Regions from separate parts of the Pan troglodytes genome. Here region 1 is linked to region 2. Evidence: chromatin contacts called from public Hi-C data. All regions are on one chromosome and are shown on one strand. Each heading gives the region's core, a stretch centred on a gene start, on an enhancer-like site or on the middle of the called end of the contact. The rest is flanking DNA. Distances are from core to core; before and after follow the strand shown.

Region 1 (2,700 bases), core at 172-2,671, 650 kb after region 2:
GAGGTGAGTGGATACAAGGTCAGGAGTTCGAGACCAGCCTGGACAATATGGTGAACCCTTGTCTCTACTAAAAATACAAAAAAACTAGCCGAGGGTGGTGGCGCCTGCCTGTAATCCCAGCTACTCGGGAGGCTGAGGCAGGAGAATCGTTTGAACCCAGGAGTCGGAGGTTGCAGTGAGCCGAGATTGTGCCACTGCACTCCATCCTGGGCAGTACAGGGAGACTCCGTCTCAAAAAAAAAAAAAGAAAAAAGAAAAAAGAAGCCAAATAATTACCCCATTTAATAATTTTTAGTTATTTAGATATTAGACTTCTTTAAGTGGAACTTGTTTCTGTCTGGTGGCTGGGGAGAGGGACAGCATATGCTAATTGTTTCTCTGTACAGTATTGTTCGTGGATTTACTCTAATCCCACTTTCCTCACCTGCTTCTTGTGATTAAGACGGGTGTCGGGGTTAGGGTGGAGTGAATTGAAGCCACTTGGCCAGAAAAGGGATTTATTTAACTCATGGCAGTGACATCTTAACATTGTTTTCTTCTTTCCTTTCCATCATATATTTATTCAGCAGTAATTTATTAAGCACTGATGTAGGTGCTGGGGCATCTAAGAATTAATTTGGCCCATTGCCTTCAATAGTTTGGTTCATGTGGAAATATTTGCCATCTGGTGACTAACTATATAACTTACTGCTTTAGGTTATGACTGAGATAACTCCTTAGTTATCTTTTCTGATAATCAGGGAATGAGTGGTAATTTTTTGCTTCTGGTAGTTTTGGAGACTTCATTGAAGGTTTGACTTGATAGTCACTTTATTAAACATTGTCTTTAGCTCTGTGCACTATCTCTTCAAAATTATCTTTTGCATTACCTCTGAGAACTTTGCAACCTGGAATTGCCTTCCTAGTTATTTTATCACATCCTTCAATTTTACTTTTTTAACACTCCTAAATTGTATCACCATCTGAAATTATTTGTGTATGGTACGTCTCCACAATACTATCCGGTTTCCTGAAAGCAGAGACCTTATCTGTTTTCCTCACTGTTGTATCCCCAACATCTAGAACAGGGCTTGGCAGGAGTAGATGTTGAGTGAAAATGTGTGAGTATAAGGTCACCAGGACTCACTGTGTGACGATGGTAGGCTCATTTCCTCACCAGCAAAATGGGGATAATATATTGTTGCGACGCATAAAGGAAATGCTATATGTGAGGGCTAGGCACCTAGTCTTGTTGCTTAGTAAGTGTTTCCTTCCCCTTTGCTGTATCTCCCTTTGTTGAATGAACCAGAAAGGCTTTTATGGCCCCGCAGAATGGCTCTGTTCTTTCTCATGGCTACCAGGATCATGAAGCCTGTACAGTGATTGCACAGAGCTTTAGCCTGCACAAGGACAGGAGCAGCACGGAGCCTTTTCTTTTTATTCAAGTCCCTACATTCCTGTGGTCTGATGTCGTCTCTTCATAACTCTCCAGTTTCCTTCAGGCTGTGCCTCTGTGTTGTATCCACGTTTACTTGGCTGTTTTTCATACATTCTGTGCTTTGCATCAGAAGGTTCTCAGCAATTTCAAATGAATTGGTCTTAGAGTTTACAAGGCAAAGGAGAACATTGAATACAGCGTTTTCTCCCTCATTGTGATTATTCTGGGCCCACACATGTAAATTCTGTTTATTTGACCAAATTATTACTAGGTTTTTTTTTTTTTTTAATATGAGATGGAGTCACTCTGTCGCCCGGGCTGGAGTGCAGTGGCGTGATCTTTGCTCACTGCAACCTCCGCCTCCTGGGTTCAAGCGATTCTTTTGCGTCAGCCTCCCGAGTAGCTGGGATTACAGGCGCCTGCCACTACACCCAGCTAATTTTTTGTATATTTTAGTAGATACAGTGTTTCGGCATGTTGGCCAGGCTGATCTCGAACTCCTGACCTTGTGATTCACCTGCCTCGGCCTCCCAAAGTTCTGGGATTACAGGCATGAGCCACCGTGCACAACAGCCAGTTTTGACTCAATGGGCAAAATGAAAATTTAGGTCCATTGCCCACTTTATACAATGCTGTTGAATTAATATGGGTGACAGAAAAATGGCTTTCATTCATTGACGTTGGAATTTGTTTTTTAAAAAACTTAGAAAATGATCTGTTTACTCATTCATTCTGCAAATAATTACTGAGTGCTTTTCACATGCCAGGTGTTGATAAGTACAAGTACAAGCCTAGCAGTAGTGTGAAGATTTTCTCCAGACACGACTGCTGAAGTTAGAGAATAGATGCAAGGGGCTGGCTGGTGCTCAGGGTGTTGGGGGGTTACAAAGGGTGGACACCTAGAGAGATAACAGCTTCTGCAAAGACCACGGGGCACTAGTGGACATTGGCATATTTGGGGAACAGCATAGAGAGTACTTTGACATGGTTGGAGTGTCGTGTGCTTAAGGGAAGAAATAATCTGAGAAATGAGAGGTAAGCTGAAAAACTAAGCCTTGACCAGATGCAGAAGAGTGTATAAGCCACGTTTGAAAGTCTTTTTCCTGAGAACAGTTGAAGGGTTTTAAGTGGGAAAGTCACTTGTTCAGATTGGATTTTTGAAAGACGATTCTGGTGTGTTGTGGAAACTGGCTGGGACATTGCACGTAAGACCAGATGATACTGTAGTAATCTCAGGTCATAGTGGCCTGGACTGACAACAGAGTTGGGGACAAATGAATGAG
Region 2 (2,842 bases), core at 259-2,758:
TAATTCTTTTAACAAATACTTTAACATCTTTTATGCATTAGACTCTAGGGATTCAGACACAGTAAGAGCTTGCCACGTCCTGACACATGTCAAAATATCACCATCTTGCCTACACCAGCCCCTCCAAAAGTCTTTATGTCTATTAAGTGACACTACGTCCCCCAAGAAACTAGGCTCCACCTTCACAGCCAATTCACCACTAAAACCCCTCTAAAGGCTGAAATTCTCTGCTGCCCCCTCTTCAACATATTTTCCACCTGCACAATTCTCTTGTTATCTCTGCTGCTATAGCCACTGCCCAGGCCACAGCATGTCCTATTTCAATGGAGTAGGTAATAGCAGCACTCTGGAGACACAATGCCTGGGCAGCCACAATGCCTGTACCACCTGGGCAGGTGCCTTTTTCTGAATCTGTAAAACGGGGGTGATAGTAGTATCGACCTCAAAGGGCTGCTGTAAGGATCAAACGAGCTTACATTTGTACAGCACTTAGAATCAGCACCTGGTACAGAGTGTTAGTGAATGTGTTTAAATGCTCCATCTTTGATCCTCATTCACTAGGTCACCTTTACCAGCCTTTATTTTTTCAAATTCTCAAAGGCAACAACCTCCTTTCTGACTCAGGACCTTTGCACATACTATTCTTCCTAGAATATTCTCCTACTTTTCACCTAGCTCACTCTTATACATCCTTCAGCTCTCGGCTGAAATGTCGCTTCCTCAGAGAAGGCTGACTTGGCCTAAGTCCCCATCAGAGTACCGTAGTCTTTTAATTCATAGGCTTCAATGCACTTAGCAATGACACACTGGGTTTGATATTCTTTGATGCTTCTCTCCCCACTAGGGCCGTAGTCCACGAGGACCAGGACGGTGGCGTGTTCTGTCACCTTCGTATGTCCAGGGCCCCGCTCCGCGCCTGGCACACAGTAGGTCTAGCAATACCGGGCGAACGCTTCAAGCCCTGCCTCAAGCGCCACCTCCTCTGGGGCGCAGGTCCCAGCACCGGAGGCAGCACTTTCAGCCCCTTCCCGAACTTACCCAGTGCCGACTTGGGCACCTTTCCCTTGGCCGAGTTCCGCAGTTTCTGGGCCTGAATTGCCTTCGTCTTCCGGGGCCGTTTCACCGGAGCCCCTCTCGGCTTGGCCTGACCTGGAGGGTCCCGGGGGGCTGTAGGGGAAGAGAGAGGAAGAGACCCAGGTCAGAGGGCGCGCAGCGTTCCCATGCCACTGGGGCTAAGCCCGGCCTGGATTGTTTTCCATCCAGGGCTCCCGCCCACAGCCACTGCCATCCTCCTGCCCGCGCCGGACGTCCCCTGGCCAGCCCTCCTCACCCTCGGACGCCGCCAGCAGCTCCAGGCCACGCCGCAGCAGGGCGGCGGACATGGCGGCGCTTGGCTCCGCCCACGAGCCTCACACTACTTCCGACCTGGCAGTCCCTGTCGTCTCGGTGGAAACCCGAGCCCGAACAGAGGGTTCCGGAGGGGGATGGGCGGAAGTGCCCATCTTTCTTAGGACGCATGCGTTAGGGGTTTACACTTGAGCGGAAGAAGGGGCGGAAACTGGAGGCGGGTCCAAGGCGCAGAAAGACACATGTGTTATTCAATCCCAATCTACCTGGCTCCTGGCGCTCAGTCCCCTCCTTCCCCGGAAGTCGTCCGCAACCTGCTCCGCCGGGTTGGCCAATCCTCTCGGGTCTCGTGGCTCCGTGGCGGGCTAGGATGGGGACAGGGCGGAGTGTTTTTCATATACTTCAACCAGCACTAGGTATCGCACAGGTTGAGTGCGGCATGAGAATCCAGTTGTCTTCCCTTAAGCCAGACATTAAAGACATATCTTTGTTTTGAAAACTACAATTATTTCTCATAAAATACGTTATGTTACCAAGCAATGGGTTTATTGTCATTTTAAGTGAATTAATGAATATGTAAAATTTTTGTTTTAGTTTCTAGTATGACAAATATCAGTTGCCTACATACAAAAGTTCTTTGGGATCCTGAATTTTTTAAAATTTATTTTATTTAATTAAATTAAATTTTTTTTTGAGACGGAATCTCGCTCTGTCGCCCAGGCTGGAGTGCAGCGATCTCGGCTCACTGCAACTTCCGCCTCCCGGGTTCAAGCGATTGTTTTGCCTTAGCCTCCCGAGTAACTGAGATTACAGACGCCCGCCACCACGGCCGGCTAATTTTCTTTTTAAAAAATTTTTAGTAGAGACGGGGTTTTGCCATGTTGGCCAGGCTGGTCTTGAACTCCGGACCTCAAGTGATCCGCCCACCTCAGCCTCCCAAAGTGCTGGGATTACAGGAGTGAGGGGATTCTGAAGTTTTAAATGTAAGAAGCTTCTTAGACCAAAACATTTGAGCCCCTCTGGCCTAGAAGTGACACTGCTTACCTGGGGGAGGAGCCCTGGGCTTGTTCGCTGCTCCATCTGCAGCTGGCAGCCCAGCACCTGGCATGGAGAAGACACGCAATAAGTGAACGGTGAATCAGAAGGGACCACTGGGTTCACTCAGCCGGGTTCTGAGGGCCTTCTGTGTACTTGACACCACAGAGTGTGGGACCTGGAGTTCGTCCTCCGGGATAGACCACACCGTTTAAGCTCCATCGGCTAGATAGTAATAATAACAACCAACACAAACTCAAGCATTTGTGCTGTTCTACGTGCTTTACATTTGTTAACTTGTTTATCCCCCCTACCCTTCCAGGTAGGAATTGTCTTTTGCATTTTACAGACGAGGAAACAAACACAGAGAGGCGAAGGTCACACGGGTGGAGTCAGGGGTGGGAGTTAAGACTGGCAGCCTGGCCGCAGGATTTGTGGGGGCGCTCCTGCCCCAGCCACC

Evidence for each region. A called contact is a pair of places that touch in the nucleus more often than the background predicts.
Region 1: a contact with region 2 is called in a Hi-C map of stem cell-derived neural progenitor cells, with 4 times the contacts expected there. The contact joins the enhancer-like site here to the promoter of RPS19BP1 in region 2. A contact is called at or near these places in 1 of 7 Hi-C or Micro-C datasets (stem cell-derived neural progenitor cells) and 1 of 1 datasets of contacts at active chromatin or transcription factors (stem cell-derived excitatory neurons).

What each region holds. Positions count from the first base shown.
Region 1 is chr23:42,178,865-42,181,564 of NHGRI_mPanTro3-v2.0_pri, forward strand. The region is part of intron 4 of TNRC6B (trinucleotide repeat containing adaptor 6B); the gene reads left to right. Among named protein-coding and RNA genes, the nearest start is that of TNRC6B, 140 kb to the left of the region's middle. Within about 2 kb of position 1,422, at least 4 of the 24 cell types and tissues checked have an H3K27ac peak or open chromatin away from gene starts, as enhancers often do. A contact at or near this core is called in stem cell-derived neural progenitor cells, where this site is marked.
Region 2 is chr23:41,529,463-41,532,304 of NHGRI_mPanTro3-v2.0_pri, forward strand. It overlaps RPS19BP1 (ribosomal protein S19 binding protein 1), which reads right to left and starts at 1,509. Exons shown (of 4, transcript XM_515142.6): 1 at 1,331-1,509; 2 at 1,039-1,167. The coding sequence starts at 1,382.